2 separate regions of the Macaca mulatta genome follow, and region 2 is linked to region 1. Evidence: chromatin contacts called from public Hi-C data. All regions are on one chromosome and are shown on one strand. Each heading gives the region's core, a stretch centred on a gene start, on an enhancer-like site or on the middle of the called end of the contact. The rest is flanking DNA. Distances are from core to core; before and after follow the strand shown. Region 1 holds the start of SYAP1 (synapse associated protein 1). Region 2 holds the start of TXLNG (taxilin gamma).

Region 1 (5,359 bases), core at 1,653-4,152:
CTACTAGATGATGGAATTAGAAGCCCATCCTAGGCTTCTCACTCAAATTCCAGGCTCTGTTCAATCATACTTGAAGCAAATATCCTATTCTGGAAAGTCGCAATCACTTTCAGGTTCTCACTGACTTAATAAAGCCTAGAAAGGCATTGATCCTAAGACATCTCCTGACTTCAAAGCTGAATCAATACTTGGACTCTAAAAACAGGCTGGAATGTCATTAATGTCACTGAACTGTACACTAAAAAAAGTTATGTTCACTACAATTTAAAATATTAATAGTGTAATATACCAAAAATATATACCATTGAATTGTACACTTTAGACAGGTGAATTGTTTAAATCTCAATAAAGCTGTTTGGGGGAAAGAAAAAACAGGTTGGGCTTGATAACCTAAAATCCTGGACCTGAATAAAATGTAAATATAAGTCAGGCTGGAAAACTGGACAGCAGGGAAATCAGAGTTGTAATCAATTCCTCATGTACTCCCTCAGGTCACTGGAACCATCCTCCTCTTCTCAAAATAGCTGGGGACCAAGGAATCATGGATGTCCTTCCACAACTAATGACTGGAGACTGTGCTTGGGAAATGTGTCCATGAACTCCCTGCTCTGAAGCGGTACTTATTCACATCACTAGTTTTTTGTCAGTTTTACATGCTATTGTGGGAAAAGTTAAAAATATAGAAAAGACAAATGTTTAATTACCCAGCTTCAACCCATGGCCAGGCTTGTTTCATCTATATCCCTACCCATTCCCCCCCCCCCATCCTGTATTAATTTGAAGCAAATTCCAGACATGGTATCATTTCTTTTTTTTTTTTTTTTTACGGAGTTTTGCTCTTGTCGCCCAGGCTGGAGTGCGACAGCAGGATCTCAGCTCACTGCAACCTCCGCCTCCTGAGTTCATGTGATTCTCCTGCCTCAGTCTCCCGAGTAGCTGGGATTACAGGCACCCGCCACCACGCCTGGCTAACTTTTTGTATTTTTAGTAGAGACGGGGTTCCACCATGTTGGTCGGGCTAGTCTCAAGCTCCTAACCTCAGGTGATCCACCCGTCTCGGCCTCCCAAAGCGCTGGGATTACAGGTGTGAGCCACCGCGCCTGGCCCAGATATGGTATCATTTCTTTGGTAAAATCTCAATACGCACGATGGATAAACAAAACGTGGTGTATACATACAAGGGAATACTATTCAGTCTTAGAAAGAAATTGACACAGCCTTGAGGACATTATGCTAAGTGAAAGAAGCCAGTCACAGACAAATATTGAATGATTCCACTTATATTAAGGTATCTAGTCAGACCCACAGAGACAAGAAGTAGAATGGAGGTAGGAGGGGGATGACAAGGACAGGAATGGGGAATTGTTTAATAGGTAGTTTCAGTTTTGCAAGATGAAGTTCTTTCTATTTTTCATTCTTTTTTTTTTTCTTTCTTTTGTGAGACGGAGTCTCTCTGTCACCCAGGCTGGAGTGCAATAGCTTGATCTCAGCTCACTGCAAGCTCCGCCTCCCGGGTTCACGCCATTCTCCTGCCTCAGCTTCCCAAGTAGCTGACTACAGGCACCCGCCACCATGCCCGGCTAATTTTTTTTGTATTTTTAGTAGAGATGGGGTTTCACCGTTAGGCAGGATGGTCTCGAACTCCTGACCTTGTGATCCGCCCGCCTCGGCCTCCCAAAGTGCTGGGATTACAGGCATGAGTCACCGTGCCCGGTCTATTTTTCATTCTTTTAATTGCAAGATGAAGAGTTCTGAATATTCATTTCACAACAACGTGAATGTACTTAACACTAGTGAATTGTACACTTAGAAATGGTTAAGATGGTAAATCATATTAAGATGGTAAATTTTGTGTATTTTACCACAATTAAAAATTTTTAATTTCACAATTCCTCCATTTTATCAACTACCCAGTGTCCAAATTTCCAGTTCTTATAAGTATCATATATTTTTTTCAATGTGTTTGCTGAATTAGGGTCCTAATAAAATGCACAAGGGGCCATGGGTTACATCTCTTAAGTCTTTTTTAATCTATAGGTTCCCCACCACACCCCCCTCTTCCTTGCAATTTATTTGAAGAAACAAGGTTGTCTGTCCTGTGGCTTCTCATAGTCTAGATTCTGCTGACAGCATCCCATTGTTTTTTTTTTTTTTTTTTTTTTTAAGAGGGAGTCTCGCTCTGTCGCCCGGGCTGGAGTGCAGTGGCCGGACCTCAGCTCACTGCAAGCTCCGCCTCCCGGGTTCCCGCCATTCTCCTGCCTCAGCCTCCCGAGTAGCTGGGACCACAGGCGCCCGCCACCTCGCCCGGCTAGTTTTTTGTATTTTTAGTAGAGACGGGGTTTCACCGTATTAGCCAGGATGGTCTCGATCTCCTGACCTTGTGATCCGCCCGTCTCGGCCTCCCAAAGTGCTGGGATTACAGGCTTGAGCCACCGCGCCCGGCCTCATTGTGTTGTTTAACACCTTATTCTGTTCTCTTATTCCCTGTTAGTTGGGCTTGGCAGCTTTGGGTTAGTTTTCAGTTGGGCTCAGGAGGAGGCTAAAGACATCCAATTCCGCGGGAACCCAGCCCTGCGGGACCTGAAAAGGCGAGGCTAAGTCACCAGGCAAGCTGCTTAGAGGCAGTCTTAAAATGAGACTGGCTAGGACTTCGACAGACACCGTCTACACGCCTACTAGGTCAGTCACCTACAAAGCCGGCGAATGAGGAAAAAGGCAAGGCGGGGCTACGCTGGGAAAGCTCTTTGTCCCCTATCCACACGCACAAAACAGTTGTCACAACTGACGTCACCAGGGGCGGAGCCTTTGGACGGAAGTGACGCTTCTGCAGCCGCGGCGGAGTCGTCATAGAGGCGGGGCCGCAGGCGACTCCAGTTTTCCTCCGACTTCCGGACATCTCCCTGAGAGTCGCGCAGAGTGGAGTCAGAGGCAACCAGTCCTCGCTCCGGTCTCTGGGGATCCGGACCGCGGCGGCGGCCCCGCGGACGGGATGTTCCGGGGCTTGAGCAGTTGGCTGGGCTTGCAGCAGCCGGCGGCAGGCGGTGGGCAGCCCAATGCAGACGCTCCACCCGAACAGCCATCCGAGACGGTGGCTGAGTCCGCGGAGGAGGAGCTGCAGCAAACGGGAGACCAGGAGCTCCTCCACCAGGCCAAAGACTTCGGCAGTGAGTCTCCCCTGGCTCTGGGACCGGGATGGTGAGGGGCGCGTTCCTCCTCTGGGACGACCCTGGGGCGCGCGGGCCCGACTGGCTGTGGGATGAGGGGGCCGAGGTGAGAGGCAGGGGAGGAAGATGTGTCTGTCGGTCAGTCCTCTCCGGGTCGGGAGAGATTGGTGAGGATCTGGACAAGGCCACAGCTTCGTCTAGCAGTCAGGTCCTGTCCCTGAAGTTCCTGGTGGCAAGTCTACAAAGTTTGCAGACATTGGAATCTGGTATGCAGCCAAGCAGTGTGACCCAACGTCTTCGGGTTTGACGAGGAATCTTTTTTGTTCAATTTGAAAACCTTCACCTTCACCCCCCAGATCGGGATCGTTGGCGAGCTTGAACTGGTTGAAAAAATGTTTTTTTGCCCTTAGGTCAGAATGTGTTGTCTGAAGTAAACTGACAATTACTGAATGTCTGCCCCTGGCCATCTGCTTTTTAGGTACAGTGGGACCTTTTTCCTTGAGGGAGAGAAAATGCCACTGTCTGCTCTACGCAAGTTGCAGTACTAGATGTTTTATGAAAGATATCCCGTTTCATCTGTTAAACACCCCCAGTGAGTTAGGGGAACAAGCCCAGAGCTATTGGGCCAAAGTTATACTGATAGTGAGTGGTGGAAATGGAATTTGAACTTCGATCTGCCTAATTTTAAAGCCCGTGCTCTTTCCGAGTTTACAGCCTACAGGGGTTGGGGGACGAGTAATAATAAACGTGAAGTAAACACATGCTGTAGTAATTCTCATTTATGGAGAGACCGTAGTGGGCTTCAGTGATCAGAGGAAGCATGTTTGAGGCCCAGTGCGGTGGCTCACGCCTGTAATCCCAGCACTTTGAGAGGCTGAGGTGGACAGATCATGAGGTCAGCAGTTTGAGACCAGCCTGGCCAACATGGTGTAACCCCGTCTCTACTAAAAATACAAAAAATAGCCTGGCGCGCACCTGTAATCCCAGCTACTTAGGAGGCTGAGGCAGGAGAATCGCTTGAACCAGGGAGGTGGAGGTTGCAGTGAGCTGAAATCGCACCACTGCACTCCAGCCTGGGTGACAGAGCAAGACTTCATGTCAAAAAACAAAACAAAACAAAACAAAAAAGCATCTTTGAGGAGTTAAGCCCTAAAGCAGCCCAGCACTACAAGTGAGAGAACTGCAACAAAGGTAGATATTAAGTTCAGCAAGCATTTGAAGAATCTACTAAAAGATGGGGGTGTGGGAGGAGAGCAGCCTGAGAGTGGATAAACACATATTTGAGTAAGACAGGGCCTAACAGTTTTTCTGGAGACAGGGTCTCAGTCTTTTGTCCAGGCTGGAGTGCAGTGGCACGATCTTGACTCACTGCAACCTCCGCCTCCGGGGTTCAAGTGATCTTCCTACCTTATCCTCTCCAGTAGCTGGGATTACAGGTGCGCACCACCACGCCCAGCTAATTTTTGTATTTTTAGTAGAGATGGGGTTTCACCACGTTGAGCAGGCTGGGCCCTAACGTTTAAAAGTTTACTGTGGGATGAAAGCACAGGGAAAACAGACATCATCTCAAACCATGATAGTACATAGTCTCAGCCCAAGGCCCCCAGATAGAATAGTCTTGCTCTGTCGCCCAGGCTGGAGTGCAATGGCACGATCTCACTGCAGCCTTGGCTCACTGCAACCTCCACCTCCTGGGTTCAAGCATTTCTCCTTCCTCAGCCTCCTGAGTAGCTGGGACTACAGGCACACGCTGCCACACCTGGCTAATTTTTTTTTTTTTTTTTTTTGTACTTTTAATAGAGTCAGGGTTTCACCATGTTGGTCAGGCTGGTCTCAAAGTCCTGATCTCAAGTGATTCACCCACCTTGACCTCAAAGCGGTGGGATTACAGGCATGAGCCACTGCACCTGGCCCCTCTGAATATTTTTTAATAACTGCATTTTTCATATGGATGTGTACTTTGGAGCTAATGCTGCCATCTTTCTGCTCACCAGATTCTCTTTTGATATTTACGGAAGCTGAGGTTAGATGGAAGTACCCACAAACACACACACATTGTGAATTTAAAGCTTCAGAATAAATGAGAATTCTTTCCTTTCTGAAATTTATGCAATTTTAGAAAGTCGTGAAGGTTCTAGTTCATATACAAACTGTGAGAGACAAGACAGATGATCCGATATTTTTTATTTCTACAT
Region 2 (5,359 bases), core at 790-3,289, 68 kb after region 1:
TTTTTTTTTTTTTGAGACGGAGTCTCGCTCTGCCGCCCAGGCTGGAGTGCAGTGGCCGGATCTCAGCTCACTGCAAGCTCCGCCTCCCGGGTTCACGCCATTCTCCTGCCTCAGCCTCCCGAGTAGCTGGGATTACAGGCGCCCGCCACCTCGCCCGGCTAGTTTTTTGTATTTTTTAGTAGAGACGGGGTTTCACCGTGTCAGCCAGGATGGTCTCGATCTCCTGACCTCGTGATCCGCCCGTCTCGGCCTCCCAAAGTGCTGGGATTACAGGCTTGAGCCACCGCGCCCGGCCTCTTTTTTTTTTTTTTTTTGAGACGGAGTCTGGCTCTGTCACCCAGGCTGGAGTGCAGTGGTGCGATTTCGGCTCACTGCAAGCTCCGCCTCCCGGGTTTACGCCATTCTCCTGCCTCAGCCTCCCGAGTAGCTGGGACTACAGGCGCCCGCCACCTCGCCCGGCTAGTTTTTCGTATTTTTTAGTAGAGACGGGGTTTCACCGTGTTAGCCAGGATGGTCTCGATCTCCTGACCTCGTGATCCGCCCGTCTCGGCCTCCCAAAGTGCTGGGATTACAGGCTTGAGCCACCGCGCCCGGCGATACTTTTTTCAAACTTACAGAAATATTTAAAAGCAATGGATGGAATTTCCCCAATATTGAAATTTACTCTCATCTATGTTATTAAATTTTTGCCGCCTGCTACCAACGTTTTGTATTCAAATCTAATAAAAAGTGATATGACTTGCACAGATTTTCATAATGAATTGTTATTATTATTATTTTTGAGACGGAGTCTCGCTCTGTTGCCCAGGCTGGAGTGTAGCGGCGCGATCTCGGCTCACTGCAACCTCCGCCTCCCGGGTTCAAGCGATTCTCCTGTCTCAGTCTCCCGAGTAGCTGGGACTACAGGGCGCACCACTATGCCCGGCTCATTTTTGTATTTTTAGTAGAGACAGGGTTTCATTATGTTGGCCAGGCTGGTCTGGAACTCCTGACCTCGTGATACACCCGCCTCAGCCCCCCAAAGTGCTGGGATTACAGAAGTGAGCCACCGCGCCCGGCCTCATAATGAATTATTTAAGACAATCTATCAGGCTTTCATGACGGTCTGTGCCTTTCAGAGGCTCGGCCATTGGAGATCTGGTTCCATCAGATGGAAATAGGGAATATTCCTGAGGAAAACTCCCCTCTCTCCCCCAACATCATATCAAGAAAAAAAAATTCGGTTCAGCAAACCGAGTTTGTTGAACAATTGAGGTAATGAAACGAGTAAATGGGGTGGGAGAAAGCAGGATACATTCAACGTGAATGAAGTGCCAAGTAAGTGTGCAGAAGCCGGGGCGGTTCAACCAAGGTGAATAGAATGCGGCACCTATCCTGCAGGAGCTCGGGACAAGTAAACCGTGGTGACAACTCTGGTGGAGGGCAGGACTCTGAGCAGGTGCCCGAGCACGAAACTTCAAATTCTAAGAGCCAATACGCCTTCCGTCTTGAAAGTCGCGAAGTATTTTCCCTTATCCCCAAATCATTCGCGCCCGATTCCTAAGAACGGCAACAAAAACAAAAACACAAGAATGTGTCGCCGATCGTGCTCCTTCTCAAACACGGGGATATTTCTAAACTTTCCCCGAAGGATCATAACGAATACCTTCCTGTAGCCAGACATCGCCCCCAGAAACCGCAAGTCCCACTAGGCTGCACACGAAGCACACTGGGTGCAGCACTCTCTCCTTCTCAGAACGCCGCTTTATGTTGTTCCAATCCCGATCCGAGCCTGCTAGCTGTGGCCGCACGCCCTGCTGGGACTTGTAGTCCACTCCCGAGTCCTAGTCCCGATCGCGCAGACTCACACGGCCTCTATCTGCCCTTCGGTCTTGCAGAAGCCCAGCCCAATATTCAATGCTCCCCACCCCCATCTCGCTCCGTCCCCTCGGGGGCCAACCTCCTCCGGTCACGTGGGAAGTCTCGCATGCGGCGATTGGTCGTGGGGGCTCGGGGGCGGGGCGACAGGCCCTGCGAGATTCCGTGCCCCTTGTCGGGCCGCTTGTTTGGCTGCTGCCGTCACCTCATGGCGACGCGGGTAGAGGAGGCAGCGCGGGGAAGAGGCGGCGGCGCCGAAGAGGCGACTGAGGCCGGACGGGGCGGACGGCGACGCAGCCCGCGGCAGAAGGTCAGTCAGGGGGACGCCCTCGTTGTTGCTGGGCCGGGGGGATGTTTGGACTCCCTTTTTCGGGGTCCACCTCTTCTCTCTCCCTGGTTACCTTTAGCCACGGGACGAACATCCGGTCCTCTTCCCTCCCGGGGGTGACGACAGTGGGAGCAGGTGGGGGGGGTGGGACCGCGATGGATGGGGTGGGAAGGGACGACGGTTGGGGTTTGGCGGCTCGCGGCTGGGAAGCCGGGAGGGAGGGCAGGGGGCGCACGCGGTTCTAAGGGGGTAGGGGTGCGAGGCGGGGGTGCGCCAGGTGTGACAGCCACGTGCGGCCAGCACCGCGGGGATCCGGGCGCCAGGCGTTCGGTCTCCCAGTCCCCGCCGTCACCGTGCTCCCGGCGCTGAGTGCCGCCGTCTGGGGGCGCGCAGGGGTCGTGGACTTGCCGTCCTGGCGTCGGGCAGGTGCGCAGGGCGCGCTGCGGGGTGCCCCCGGGCTGCTCAGGCTAGGCTGTTGCGCAGTAAGATAACCGCGCCGGAGCCGGGGTGTGCTTGGCCCCCCTTCCCCCGCCCCCCTGCGCTCCCCGCCACTGCGCGGGCGGGCAGGCGAGCGGGTGAGCGTCGCAGGGCCGGTGCGAGCGGGACGCTCGGCCCCCGGGACCTAGATCCCGGCGCTCCGCGGGCTTGGCTGCACGTGGGGCCAGGGATGGATGGGGAGGCGATGCGATGCTGTAGGACCTTTTTTGGTTCCTGCAGAGTTGGGATGTCGCGTGATAGCTGGTCCTCCCAGTCCTATTTACCACCCTCCCCTTTTTTTTTCCTCTTTTCTTTCTTTCATTTATTATTAGTTTTTTTTTTTAATTTGATGAGCGGAAACTTGAACGCCTTCCGGACCCTGGCCTTGGGTCTTTCTTAATCTGGGAAACAGGCCGGACTGTTCCCCTTGCCTTACTTGACTCACATCAAGGAGTTTTCAGTCCCTCCCTAGATACAGGAAAATTGAAACCTCTTTCAGAATGGGATAATTCCACTTGTTCTGGAGCTCAGTGGGTGGAGTTTGAAAAAGATTGCACAACGAATGGGGTACAGGGCTTTCGGGGCCCTGGAATGGATAACTGCGGGGACTGAGGCTGGGAAGATGGGAACCCCATCTCTTTTTTTCCTTGCAGGCAAACATATTGAAACGTTCAGCTTGTTGGATGTCTTGCTTCATCACCGAGGGCTATTTAATATTACTTAATTATGTATTTGAACACTCTTAACTCCTGTATGAAATTACGAAATAATATTTTTCTAATGCAATTCATAAACTTCAAATGGGAGAACAAAGGTCCAGTTTACATCTGAGCAGTGTGTTAAGAATTAGCTTTTTGGGGCCTGTTTCTAAGGTCAGGTATTTTCATGTTTTTGCATGACAGTGTTACTACTTCTCAATTACCTCTCTTTCTTTCTCTCCCTCTCTTTGTATTCTAAGAGAAAGATCCAGTGCTTGCAGGACTGAAAAAGAAGCTGTGGACCAATGTCCTGTAAGGGATTCAACACGTCACTTTGGACACTTTACTTATTCCCTGAGGGTGGGGTGCCAATCTCAGTATTTGATTTCATAGGTTCCCCAGGGGAGGAGGACTCCGAGGTTGAATTAGGAACTGAGGTTTAATCAACTAGCATTTTAAATAACCAAGATAGGAGGTAATGATCCTTTGGGGTGCAGAGCTCTGCTTAACAGCTGGATAGGAATAGTCATGTGTATGTGTACTTATTTTTGTTTACGTACCTCATATTCCATTCTTCTTTGCTTATGCTCTTCTGGGCATCTTTTTCCTTTTGATTTCTAACTGACAGTGATGGCATTGAAATACATGGTAAAATATTAATCTTTGAATTTTCATTTAGCAAAGTGGGTGAATATCTTGTGTTTGCAAAAATCATTTTTAAGCCAGCTATGGTGGCATGCACCTGTAGTACCACCTAGTCGGGAGGCTGAAGCAGGAGGTTAGCCTGGGCCACAAAGTAAGACCCTGTCTCTTAAAAAAAAAAAAAAGTTTTTTTTTTTAAGTCAGAGTCTCACTCTATTACCTAGGCTGGAGTGCAGTGGTGTGATCTTGGCTCACTGCATCTTCTACCTCCTGGGTTCCAGTGATTCTCGTGCCTCAGCCTCCTGAGTAGCTGGGATTACAGGTGTGTGCCACCACACCCAGCTAATTTTTGTATTTTTAGTAGAAACAGGGTTTCACCATGTTGGCCAGGCTGGTCTTGAACTCCTGGCCTCAAGTAAACCACCCACCTCGGACTTCCAGAGCGGCGGGATTACAGGCATGAGCCACTGCAACTGGCCAAAAATTTTTTAAAAAATCATTTTTACATTACTTCTTTATGTCCCTTAGTTTTTAAAATTTCCTTTGGGTCACTGACTTGAAAAAATATGCTTTAATTCCAACTTAACCTCTACCCTTTTTTTTCAGGAAGCAGAAATGATGTTTAATGAATTGAGTTTTTTGAAAATATTGAAAGAATGAAAAGAAAAGTGACTGTTTTGTCGTTATTTAGTTACATCATGGGACCTGAAGTGAGGAACAATTGGAGATGGGCTTTTTTGGTTCCTGGTTGCTTTAACCATTTGCCTAGTCGTGACCTGCTCAGTTAATTGTGGCATTGTTTCATAACTACATTCATTTGAATGGTCTCTTGAGGTAACCTTTTGCTTCTAAAGGTAATGTTACAGTACATTACTGGGGTCTCTTGGAGTTGTCTAAAACTGTGCTGATAGTAGCTGCTAGTGACAGGTAGCTAAATTTGTTAACTATCATTAAAATTAAAATTTTTTTTCTTCAGTCCTACTAACCAAGTTTCAGGTATTCAGTAGCCATTGTGGCTAGTGGCTACTGTATTAGAGCAGATCTGGAATATTTCCATCATTGCATAAAAATTTTATAGAACAGCATTGGGCTAAAAAGATGAGTACACAATATCTAGTTTGTCAGGCATTTTTAAGAACACCAGGCTCATTCCTTTTACTTCCTAAATCCCTAAGTAGAATTTGCTTTATAAGGTTGATTTAAAAAAAAAAATTAATAGACATTTTTTGGGGAATGGTTTTTAGTTTTACATCAAAATTGAGTAGAAAGTACAGAGTTTCCATATACCCTTTCACATACCCTCTTTCCCCCTATTATTATTATTATTTTTGAGGTGCAGTTTTGCTCTTGTTGCCCA

The links. Hi-C and Micro-C count contacts between places; a contact is called where the count stands out from the background.
Region 2: a Hi-C map of fetal cortex germinal zone shows a contact between it and region 1, with 2.5 times the contacts expected there. The contact joins the promoter of TXLNG here to the promoter of SYAP1 in region 1. A contact is called at or near these places in 3 of 14 Hi-C or Micro-C datasets (CD4 T cells, fetal cortex germinal zone and fetal cortical plate).

Annotation. Positions count from the first base shown.
Region 1 is chrX:16,384,317-16,389,675 of T2T-MMU8v2.0, forward strand. It overlaps SYAP1 (synapse associated protein 1), which reads left to right and starts at 2,903. Exons shown (of 9, transcript XM_015127002.3): 1 at 2,903-3,164. The coding sequence starts at 2,990.
Region 2 is chrX:16,453,253-16,458,611 of T2T-MMU8v2.0, forward strand. It overlaps TXLNG (taxilin gamma), which reads left to right and starts at 2,040. Exons shown (of 10, transcript XM_028842169.2): 1 at 2,040-2,167. The coding sequence starts at 2,066.